Linked DNA regions of Mus musculus: all the other regions are linked to region 4. Evidence: chromatin contacts called from public promoter capture Hi-C data. All regions are on one chromosome and are shown on one strand. The core of a region is the stretch at or near the end of the contact, and the rest is flanking DNA. Distances in the headings are between cores, read along the strand shown.

The links. Promoter capture Hi-C pulls out the DNA fragments that hold promoters and counts their contacts.
Region 1: a contact with region 4 is called in a promoter capture Hi-C map of liver, with 2.5 times the contacts expected there. The contact joins the enhancer-like site here to the promoter of Coq8a in region 4. A contact is called at or near these places in 17 of 39 promoter capture datasets (3T3-L1-derived adipocytes, the C10 cell line, the HPC-7 cell line and 11 more), 3 of 115 datasets of contacts at active chromatin or transcription factors (embryonic basal ganglia, embryonic stem cells and neural tube) and 3 of 9 other capture datasets (embryonic stem cells, liver and pancreatic islet).
Region 2: a promoter capture Hi-C map of 3T3-L1-derived adipocytes shows a contact between it and region 4, with 2.1 times the contacts expected there. The contact joins the enhancer-like site here to the promoter of Coq8a in region 4. A contact is called at or near these places in 16 of 39 promoter capture datasets (the 3T3-L1 cell line, 3T3-L1-derived adipocytes, the SN4741 cell line and 10 more), 1 of 484 Hi-C or Micro-C datasets (nephron progenitors) and 1 of 9 other capture datasets (adipose tissue).
Region 3: a contact with region 4 is called in a promoter capture Hi-C map of the SN4741 cell line, with 7 times the contacts expected there. The contact joins the promoter of Kif28 here to the promoter of Coq8a in region 4. A contact is called at or near these places in 8 of 39 promoter capture datasets (the 3T3-L1 cell line, 3T3-L1-derived adipocytes, HPC-7-derived erythroid cells and 5 more), 1 of 115 datasets of contacts at active chromatin or transcription factors (pancreatic cancer cells) and 1 of 9 other capture datasets (macrophages).

Annotation. Positions count from the first base shown.
Region 1 is chr1:179,823,457-179,826,156 of GRCm38.p6, reverse strand. No RefSeq gene overlaps it. Among named protein-coding and RNA genes, the nearest start is that of Ahctf1, 21 kb to the right of the region's middle. Within about 2 kb of position 1,401, at least 3 of the 459 cell types and tissues checked have an H3K27ac peak or open chromatin away from gene starts, as enhancers often do. A contact at or near this core is called in liver, where this site is marked.
Region 2 is chr1:179,934,173-179,936,872 of GRCm38.p6, reverse strand. No RefSeq gene overlaps it. Among named protein-coding and RNA genes, the nearest start is that of Cdc42bpa, 25 kb to the left of the region's middle. Within about 2 kb of position 1,327, at least 9 of the 459 cell types and tissues checked have an H3K27ac peak or open chromatin away from gene starts, as enhancers often do. A contact at or near this core is called in 3T3-L1-derived adipocytes, where this site is marked.
Region 3 is chr1:179,743,889-179,746,670 of GRCm38.p6, reverse strand. Kif28 (kinesin family member 28) reads left to right here and starts at 1,471. Exons shown (of 23, transcript NM_001370897.1): 1 at 1,471-1,554. The coding sequence starts at 1,471. Ahctf1 (AT hook containing transcription factor 1) reads left to right here. Exons shown (of 36, transcript NM_026375.2): 36 at 143-1,767. The coding sequence ends at 338.
Region 4 is chr1:180,194,620-180,197,332 of GRCm38.p6, reverse strand. Coq8a (coenzyme Q8A) reads left to right here and starts at 1,313. Exons shown (of 15, transcript NM_023341.3): 1 at 1,313-1,460.

The DNA.
Region 1 (2,700 bases), core at 152-2,651, 370 kb after region 4:
CACACCAACCTAAACTACAAAGCAAGATTCCTGATTCTCAAGTGTGCTTACCTGTATAGTGTTTTCTTGACACAAGATTTGTAGCCCAGGCTTGCCTAGAACTTACTATGAAACCCAGTCTGACTTTGTCTTTTGTGTATTTGGGTGTTTTGTCTTCATGTACATCTGCATGTCAGAAGAGGGCACTGGATCCCATGGGACTACAGTTATAGCATGTCATGAAGCTGTCATGAAGTGCTGGGAATTAAACTCAGGACCTCTGGAAGAGCAACCAGGGCTCTTAACTGACAAGCCATCTCTTCAGTCCCCAGGCTGGTTTTGAACTCACAGCAAACCTCCTGCCTTAGCCTGCCTAGAATTAGGATTATAAGAGTATGTTACCAGGCTCAACTCGTATTCTTTTAATCATTTAATAATGAGATATTATATTTATGATTAAATCTACTAAACTTTAAAACATACAGAAACTATGAGATATATTTCAAAAAAATTTTTTTTGAGGAACCTATTGTGACGGATTGTATTTTCCAAAAATGGCTGTTCCTATAGATTTATTGTCTCTCCGTGTTTTTCTTTGTCCTTTTAAAAATTTTTTTCTTTTTGAATTGGCAGTTAAAAGTACTTTTTACAGCTTTTGCACAGTATCCGTATCCAGCACCCACATGGCATTTCACAGTGGCCTGTAACTCCAGTTCCAGGGTTTCTGATGCCCTCTGCAGGCCTCTGTAAGCACTGCATGTACACAATGCACACACACACACACACACACACACACACACTCATACACATGAAAAGTAAGTCTAGAAAGTAAAAAAGAGGACTCAGTGGTGGAGTGTTTACCTAGCATGCCTATCTTTAATACTCAGTGTGGGACCTTAATGGGTTAGGGAGAAAAGGTCAAGGAATCTTCTATCCAGGATACCTCAAAACGTGAGGACAGCAGGAGTTGGTCACCTTCCCCCTCCCAACCTGGTACCCCAAAGCCAGCTCCCCCACCATCAACCCTAGTAAGAATGTATTACCCTGACATTTATCAGACTTCACTTCTGTTTGAGCTTATAAAGTCCACCCTCCTGCACACTTCCTGCCCCGCTCCGCCCCCACCCCCATTCCCTAACCCTACAGCCCCTGAGAATGCAGATGAGCCATCTTCTAACACCCCAGCCCTAACCAATGAATGGTACAGAGCCACACAAACCTTGCCCCAGAGACCCTAGCCACCTTCCCAGGAGCATAAATATCCCCCTCTGTCCCCCAGTAAACTGAACCAGTTCTCCAAAGTTGTTCCTGGGGTTGCGGGACCTGGCTATCCCAAGGGAGAAGCAGACACGGGGCGGGGCAGCAGCTCAGTACTACAAAAAGAGCAAACCCTGTCACATTAAAACGCATGATTGAAAGCTTCTGTTACTCTGACCTTTGTCCCTCAGCTTGCAGTGACATGAGGCTTCGTGATGGTCATGTAACAGCTGTAGTAACAATAAAACCTCTGTCTCAGTGATTGGCAGTCAAGAGATAGAACTTCCTGCCTTAGAAGGTGAAGCAGTGTGGGCTGAACTTGGGTAGAACTGGCATGAAGGCCAGTTTGGACTCTTTCCCTGGGACAGCTGAAAGCACTGCCCACCCTGCCCATGGCTGTAAGCTGCTGGGCAGTGAGAATGGGAGTGTACGCCAAGACATGGGGTTCACTCTCCAGCTGAATAATAGTTCTTAGTGTTCTCAAATCTCTGGGAGAGTCAGTAGAGACTCCTCATGTTAGTGTTAGGTAGATGGTCTGATAAGCAAGGGGCTCTGTCCAGTGGAGGACAAACAAGTCCTTGTCCACAGGAGCAGCTGTTTTAAGGAAGGAAATGGGGATAACTTGACAGTTGATGATACTAAGGGGGACTCCCTCTAAGCTGCCTAGAGCTTTCCCTGAATTTTAGGTTTCTTTGCTTTTATTACTCAGGGTATCCTGTAAGTTTTAGTGTTTGTTATTTGTTTATGGAGTGTCTCATGTGGCCCAGGCTGGCCTTGAACTCTCTATGTAGCTGAGAATTATCTAGATTTCCTGTTGCCTCTACCTCTGGAGTGTTGGATGACAGATATGAGAACCTAGTATACAGGTTGCTGGAGATCAATCCCAGAGCTTTGTGTATGTGGAGCAATTGCTCCACCAACTGAGCTATGTCTCCAAACCTGTTTGTTTTTAAAATAAGGTCTCACATAGCCTAGTACTCGGTTTGGATTTATAGTTTTTCCTACATAGCGCATACCTATCCTGTAGATGGTTTTGTAGTTGTAAGTATTTGCTATGAAAGCAAGAAGACCAGAGTTCAGAGCATGTAAATGTGAGTGCCCGGTGGCTATGGTAGATTGCCTATAAATCTATAAATCCAGCTTTTGAAGGAGATGACAAGGGATCCCCAGAGCAAGCTAGCTGTCGAGATTAGCTCTGTGGGCAAACTCTGGATTTGATTGTGAGACCTTGCCTCCAAAGAATAATGTGGAAGATCAGTCTAGGAAGGTCCCCGTTGCAACTCATGTCTCTATGGGCACATTCCCACACTCATGCAAACATGCATGTTCGCCTCACACCCCACACACAGAGTCACAAGATTTCCTCAAGACCCTTTGCCAAAACAAAGCTGTTTGTCGCAGGCCATTCTGACTTCTTCCCTCCCAGGTACTCCTCCCAACCTTCTTCCTTCTCGGAATCCCTCG
Region 2 (2,700 bases), core at 78-2,577, 260 kb after region 4:
GCAAGAAGACTGTCACCCCTTCAAATCCTCTACCCGCACATGGACCTTGTATGCCCCTTGTGGGATTTTGAAGAGGCTTGGCCCAGGGAGTGGTAATATTAGGAGGTGCAACTTTGTTGGAGTAGGTGTGGCTTTGTCGGAGGAAGTGTGTCACTCACTGTGTGGGTGAGCTTTGAGATCCTATGTTCAACTTCTGCCCAGTGCAGAAGACAGCCTCCTTTTGTCTGGCTGAAGAAAAGGAGTCTCTTCTTAGCTGCCTTTGGATCAAGAGGTAGATTTTTCAGCTCTTCCTTCTCTAACATTGTATTTACCTGCACACCACCATGCTCCCCACCATGATGCTGTCATGCTTTCTGCCATGGTGATAATGGACTGATCCTCTGAACCTGTAAGCCAGCTCCAATTAAATGTTGTCCTTTATAAGAGTTGCCTTGGCCATGTGTCTCTTCACATGAAACCCTAATGAAGACACCCCTAGAATCTGAATTGTTCTCTTGGAAAGAAGAAAGCTTTTCCCATCCAATCTCTAAACCAAGATGGACTCCTGGGATGGGAGGTAGCAACCAAAGAAAGGCTGAGAAAGCAAATAGTACCTGCTACAGTAGCCTACTACATAAACCTTTGTCGCTGTTACAATGTGAGAAAGAAACTTAGGGGAGAATAATTTGCCTTGCCCAAATTATTCCTGTCAGTGAAAATTGAAACCCAAAAGTTAAAGGTAATAACATTTAAAACAATATCATGGTCCACATTTGATAAAGGCCTTCCTAGAAAATTTTCGTTTGGGTCTTAAGTCAACATATTTGTGTTAAACTTTCTCCTTTGCAAAAAAAAATATTTTATAAAAATAGTTGGACGTGTCTTCCATAAAACAAGAGTTAAAGAAATCTAATTTTTCCTGTCGAGACAGACGGTTGAGATGTTTTTGGCACTTGTGTCATTCAGAAATGATTGTAACAAACTTCAAGCTTGGCAGGAACGTACTCCCATCAGAGCAAGGGGGAAATCAAGCCAACCTAAAGTTGTGAAGATTTAAGTGACAAGAATAAAAACAAAGTAGAACATTTTGTGGGTTTTTGTAAAAACTATGACTTAATGCTTCCTGACTGAAATGTTTTCAAGCAAGACTTCTACTTAACAAAAGGTAATTTTTGTTATGTGACTTCTTCCTAACCCTGGCGAGGTAGTGGGGAGCACATATCAGTGAAGCATACCAGTTAGGGGTTCACATGATCAAACATAAGCAATTCCAAAGATTTTCATAATAACACTCATGTGTTCTCTCCAGCCATGGTCTGGTCCTCCTATCTTCCCTTTGAACAGTGTCAGAACACTATGATTCATATACTAAGTGCCCTATGTACTAGATCAACATAACAATTGGGAAATCCCATAACCCTGGACTTCCTGGTGATTGTATGTCTACATTGACAATGCTGGTGCTGTGTCGCATAAGTAGGCAGTTTCATTCAAATGAGCATCAGTCTGAGTATGGTTCAGTCTCTTTTTTAATTGGATATTTTATTTATTTACATTTCAAATGTTATCCCCTTTCCCGGTTTCCCCTCCACAACCCCCCTATCCTATCCCCGTCCCCCTGCTTCTATGAGGGTGCTCCCCCACCCACTCACCCCTACCTCGCCACCCTGGCATTCCCATACACTGGGGCAATGAGCCTTCAGAGGACCAAGGACCTCTTCTCCCATTGATGCCAGATAAGGCCATCCTCTCCTACATATGCAGCTGAAACCATAGGTCCCTCGACACGTACTCTTTGGTTGGTGGTTTAGTCCCTGGGAGCTTCAGGGGCATCTGGTTGGTTGATGTTGTTGTTCTTCCTATGGGGTTGCAAACCCCTTCAGCTCCTTCAGTCCTTTCCCTAGCTCCTCTCTATTGGAATCCCTGTGATCAGTTCAATGGTTGGCTATGCGTATCTGCATCTGTTTGGTTCCGTCATTTTCGACCTCACATTGCTTCTTACCTGTCAGGTCCTTGTAATTGTCTACAACAGCCTACAACAAAGGCTTGCTTCAGCACAGCACAGGTTCCAGAATTCAAGCTCTTGTCAACGTTCAAAGAAGAGTCTACATGAAGGGTTTTTTTTTCAATTATTATTACTTTATTCTTAAAATTATTGTTGCCTCTTCTTCAAATTTCTGTCAAAGAATCAAACAGGGCAGGAGGCTATTGCAAAAGCAAAGAAACATTTCTGGGTCTTATGTAAAGGTCACATCGTGGTGAAACATGAGCACTCTATTTTTCTGTGACCTTTTGCAATAAATGTTAAGTTTGAAAATGTAGAAGAGAGGGATTAGATTTGGCTGTCCTTTACTTACAATTCCATTTCAGCAGATAATTGACAAAAATAAGACCAGGAAAGCTTCACTCTTTTCCTTGTGTTAGATACAAAGTGTGTCCACCCATGCTCACATGTGTGCATGTGTATGTGTGCATTGGCTGTATTTAGGTTCTGTCCATCTTGATTTTTGAGACAGGCTGTCTAACTGGCCTGGAATTCTCCCAGAAGGCTAGGCTGGCTGGCCAGTGAGCCCCAGGGATGATTCACCTGTCTCTGCCTCTATAGCGCTGGGATTACATGCACGCTACCATGTCTGCTTTCAGAAACAGCATCCCTCTGTGGTCTCAGCCATTATTCCTGCTTCCAGCTTCCCACTTGAGCTCCTGCCCTGGTTTCTCTTG
Region 3 (2,782 bases), core at 222-2,721, 450 kb after region 4:
TGCCCCCCGGCACACATGGGGACGCGGTGGGTGGTGAGGCCTTAACCCTGCCTGCAAGTCCACTCTCCAGGTCTCTGCGAGAGAAGCACTTGACCAGACAGCACTTTGTGCCCATTCCTACTTGACTGTATCTTTCTTTCAGAAACACAGGAAAAGGAAGTTCTTGGTCACCTCCTCCTGTAGAAATTAAGCTGGTTTCTCCCTTGGCGAGTCCAGTGGATGAAATAAAGACCGGCAAGCCAAGAAAAACTGCAGAAATAGCAGGAAAAACTCTTGGAAGGGGCAGAAAGAAGCCATCTTCTTTTCCAAAGCAAATTTTACGCAGGAAAATGCTGTAATTTTTAGCCCAAGATTTTAACACGCACCTGTTTGTAAAAGTCAACAGTATTTGTGTGGATTATTAAAGTCACCAATTTGGATGGAAATACTTTATATAAATTGTACAATTTTGTAAGCAGTAAATGAGTAACTCCACATGGAGTGCAGTTCTTGTAGTGCAGGCGTTTTATACGACTTGATGCGTTTATATCAATGTAAATATGACTTATCATTGGGAGGTTAAATAAACTACTGTAAAGTACACTGTGTGTCTGGTAGATTTTTGAGAGGAGCTTTCTGTTTGAGTTGTAATTTTATATGCTACTGGACATATGTTCATATCCTTTCTTTACAGTTAAGATACTAGAACTGTCTTAAAATGAGGGCGATGAACTATTGATTATTTTTAACATTGCTGTTTTATAATGTATGCACTTTGATGCTGTTCCTCGGATCTCTGGTCAGTACCTGTGCTCATTGGGCTTTGCCTGATACTGTGTTGAATTTGAATTGTGGGCATGTGATTTTGCCTTTTTGTAGTTTTACAAATGTTGTGTAATCTACCTCAAATGAGTAATTTTCCAGTACTGCATCGGTTTCCTAGCTAGCAGTTCTCTTCAGTAACTTAAGGACTATCTTGTCTCTCAGTTCAGAGACTTAATTATCCAGGTTAGATTGACCGGTTTCACTGCTTCCTAGCAACCTCATGGAAGGATTGAAGAAAGAAATAAAACAGTGCACCGACGTGTGCCTGCTGCTGAGAAGAGGAGCCGACAAGGTTTAGACTTCCCATGCTGTGAAAGAGCTTGCGACTTCGTCACAGGAGCCTCTCTAGTATTCAGGTTTTAAACTGGTAACTGCCACAGAACCTCAGGCACAGGTTACAGAGAATGGAAGAGTGTGAGCAGATGTCGGAAAAGAGGAAAGGAACCCTCTTTTCTGCAGCGTGTGTACCGTTGGTAATGGCGCCTGATGGAAGCCATGATGTTCATCAATAAATAAGTGTTGTCAAATAATTTATGACAGGTAATTGATAGTGTGTAATGAATGGACGCTTAATAATTGATACCTAAAAGCAGACTTTGTCAGCTAAGCTTTGGATGTTTTCGTGAGCAGTGTGCTTTGTGTGTTATTTTTCTACCGAGTAGCATCATGGATAATGAGAAAATGGGGAGAGTGCCTGTGCCGAGATCGGACAGTGTGAGAGTGGCCGTCCGGGTGCGGCCGTTCAGCCAGGTCAGTCCATGCTCATTGCCTTGCTGACAATTACTGCCTGATTTTATTAATTTTTTAATAATAGTTTCTGAATTTGTATTTAAGCTGCTTGTCATTTATGAAATATTAAACTTATTTAAATGGATTTGTCAAATGATTCACAAAAGCTCTAAGCATAATTTAGTAAACATTTAATTTCATTCCTTGGTACAAGTAGCACAATAAAAAAAACTGACAAGAGAAATACTGTCAAGTTAATAATTATTTAACCAGTGCAGTTTGCTAAATAGAGATGTGCGGTGTCTGTTTTTACTGCATGTCGGTGTGGGGCAGAGATGTCAGTTGGTAAGTGTGCTTGCCTACCGTGCATGAATCCCTAGGGTAGCTCATCAGCACTCTATGAAATGAGGCACAGAGATGTGTGGAATGCCAGCTTGAGGCGAGGCAACCTACTAGAAGCTCAGTTTTTATCCTTGGCTATGTTGTACATTCAAGGCCAGCTTGCACTACATGAAACACCAAGAAATGTTTATCTTAAAAGTAAGTCTTGCCACATGTGGACACGTCAGTGATCCCAACATAGAAAGCTAAGGTAGCAGAGTCATGTTCCTGACCAGACTTCAGTCACATAATGAGAACGTGCCAGTGTGCACTTACATGTTAGTTTTATGGAAACACTGCTCATGAGATCTCATGCGCAAGGCTGCCTCCTCCCCTTGGCTGTGCCCCATCTACCTAGCATACATGGGCACACTCTGCATACCACTCAAGTCAGAAGAACTGGAACTAAGCTCTTCCACAGGTTCCAGAGAGGATGCTGTTCTGTAAGAAGCTTGCCACAGAGGTAGAGAGCTGTGCTGTGTGTTCCCAGTGGAACCTGCTATCCCCCTTTCCATTATAGCACGCTTGTCTTTGCCCACTGTGACCAGTGAAGTTTTGTTACTCTATGACTGCTAGAAAGTGCTAGAGCTAAAGAGAAGTGTCCAGGCAGCTGGAGAGGGTGCAGTGTGTAAGAGCACTGGCTATTGCAAAAGACTTGGGTTCTATTCTCTCCTTGCCTGAGAGCCCAATTTATGCATCTGCAGGTGGCAGCAAACTTCACTGTCACCCCCTGGTAGGAGGTACAGAGAGCTCCTGGAGCAGGCAATGTCCCAGTGTGAGACTATGCTAATGCCATGTGGCTCGTTCCCATCAGCTCTGTGGTGGGCCCAGTCATCACACTAGGTGTGGAAGGAGAAGCTTTCGATCA
Region 4 (2,713 bases), core at 64-2,563:
TAGCTTTCTATAATGCAGCAAAATACTCAAGATAACCAACTTAGAAATAGGAAAGATTTATTTAGGCCTTGGTCCATTGGGCTGTGACTTTGGGGTCTCTCATGAAGCAGCAAGTCATGGTAGGATGGTGTAGTGGGCAGAGCTGCTCACCTCATGGTAGCTGTTGGCTTCTCATGGGAGCAGAGAAGGCTCCCAGGTCCTAATATTCCCTATAAAGTCACAACCTCAGTGATGTGACTTTCTTTCATCAGGCCATACTTCCTAAATGTTTGACAGCCTCCCTATGCCTACTTCCCTTTGGGACCAAAGTGGTCTTTGAGGAAAAAATATTCAAGATCCGAACTATCGAAGCCTTATTAGATTGATTTTGTGGAGAAGGATGGAAAAAGAAGTGGAGACAGTAAGCATAGAGAATACTTTCAGAGTTTTTGTTTTGTTTTGTTTGAAACATGGTCCAAATCATATCAATCTGTCGAAAAACGGAAAATAAACCATGGGAGAAGCGAGCGATTGTCTTAGGTTCGTTAGAGGGAAGCTGGCCTAGCATTGCTGGGCGAAAGGGCTGAGCTGGCACGGAAGCATCTTGGAAAGGCCCCAAGGCTAGGTATTTTCTCCCATTTGGTACAAAGGTGGCATGGACCTGTCGCAACCCTATCTTTTCTGGGTCAGCAGTCCCTTAGGGATGTTGTGGGTCAATGTTGTGTGTGTTGAGTGCACTCCTCAGGGCTGTTTTTCACCTTGGAAAAGGATTGTTTTTTTATTGGCGCTCATAATAAGCAAGCACAATTAGTCTAAATACAGAGCTGAAGGGTATAGAACTTTGGTGTCAGCGCCATAACACTTCCCTAGGCCAAGTGCTTTTGGAGGAACCCAGGCAGAAGCCTCATCACATGGCAAAAAACCAAACCAAACCAAACCAAACCAAAAAACCAACCCGGGCCTAGTCTAGGTCCTGGGGCGGGGGCCTGGGGGGTTCCTCTGTGGTCCCATCAAAACTTCTGAGGTCTTCCCGGCCCGACCCCTAGGAAGCTGAGCTAGCGTCGGTACCCAGGCGACCCTCACGTGGCTGCCAGGTGAACGCTTGTCAATCTTCAGAACGCAGGCGCAGAACAACTGCAGGCTTTTTTCCCTGCCCGGGAGAAAAGACAGCTAACAGGCAGATTAGGGACCGCGGCCTTCAAGGGCGGCCTCTCATTGGTTGCTTTTATTCCACCCTCAGTCCCTATTGGCTGTGAGCTGCGCACGCGGTAAGCACGCTCCCACTGCGTCCTGTGGCATCGGGGCAGCTAACAAACAGCGGCTCAGCCAATGGGAGGGCTCGGAGGCGGGGCAAGCGGAGCGCGGCGTGCGCACCCGGGCTAGAAGGTAAACAGAAGCGGAGAGTGTGCGGAGCGCTCGCAGCGGGGCGAGCGCGCGGAGGCGTTGCGTTGCGGACGGAGGAGCTACCTTCCTGCAGCCCGGTAAGGCTGTCGCCTGCCGGCCCGCTGCTAACCTCAGCACCCCGGGGTCCCTTCTTATACTTTCAAGTGACAGTGCGGCCTGCGTACGGTGCAGCCCTTTCCCGACCCGGGTCTGGCTCAGCGAGCAGAGGGTTGCTTGTGGCCTCTGCGTCGTCCACGCACGTGGCTGCCTTTCTCCCAATAATGTTCTGAACTCTCAGACCCTCGAACTGTGTGCTCTGGCTGCAGTTTGTGTCAGAACTACAACTTCTAAGCCCGAGCCAGCTGTTGGGTTTCACGGCTGGGGTGAAGTCTGGGAAGAAGTCCCTTCCTTGTTCCTTTTTCTTCGTTTCTTTTTGGTCCGTCCTCTTGTTTTTCCCAGACACTGATGGCCACACTACCAGTTTTGACAGCTCCTGCACTCTCTTGCACAGAAGCTGTCACATAACTCAACCAAGCCACCTTCAGAGTGTGAGGGGACAGAGGGAGAACGCTGTAGGGGCGGGTCTGGGTTCTGGGACCCTTCATTGGCTAGGCAGCCTGAAGGGGCAGAGGCTGTGTGCAGACATCCAATCTGGGTTGGGCTTGCAGCACTGTAGAAAATTGATTTAGGCTCACTTGGACTTGGTGTCTGTGGAACGGGACTCTGGAGCTGGGGTGTGTCAGGCCAACCTTCTTGCCGGAGGATTTGGACTAGTGATCATGACAGACATCCAGTTGTGCTGTGGCTGGCGGCCATGCTGGCAGGGAGGTTGTTGGGAAACATTTGGAGTGAGGAAGGCACTTCTGAGAAGAGGCTAGAGGGGTTTGTTGGCTTACAAGAGCAGTGTCTGTACGACTCCGAGGGTAGCTTTGGATGCTATATTTAGCCTTGTGAATAATGAAGACAGCTGAATTGTGACCACTTGTGGACCAGGTGACACAAAGCAAAAGCGAGGCAGGCAATCTGTGCATTCTCTGAGCTAATGAACCACCTGAGACAGAACTTCCCAACTCCAGACTATTAACATGTTGGACCTAATCTTGTTTACTGTGCCTGCTTATCTTATGCAGGGTGTGTAGCTGAATCCCTGGCTTGTACTACTAGACAAATAGTGACACCCCCACGGCCACCCAATCCCACCAATTGTGACAACTGAAAATGTCCCCTGACATTGCAAAATACCCCCAAGAGCAAATTTGGTTGAGAACTATGCAGGCAGGACTCTAGACAGGGTCACCCCATGCTGCCAGGACCTCTGTGCAACTTGCCCACAAGTAGTTGGGAAGTTTAA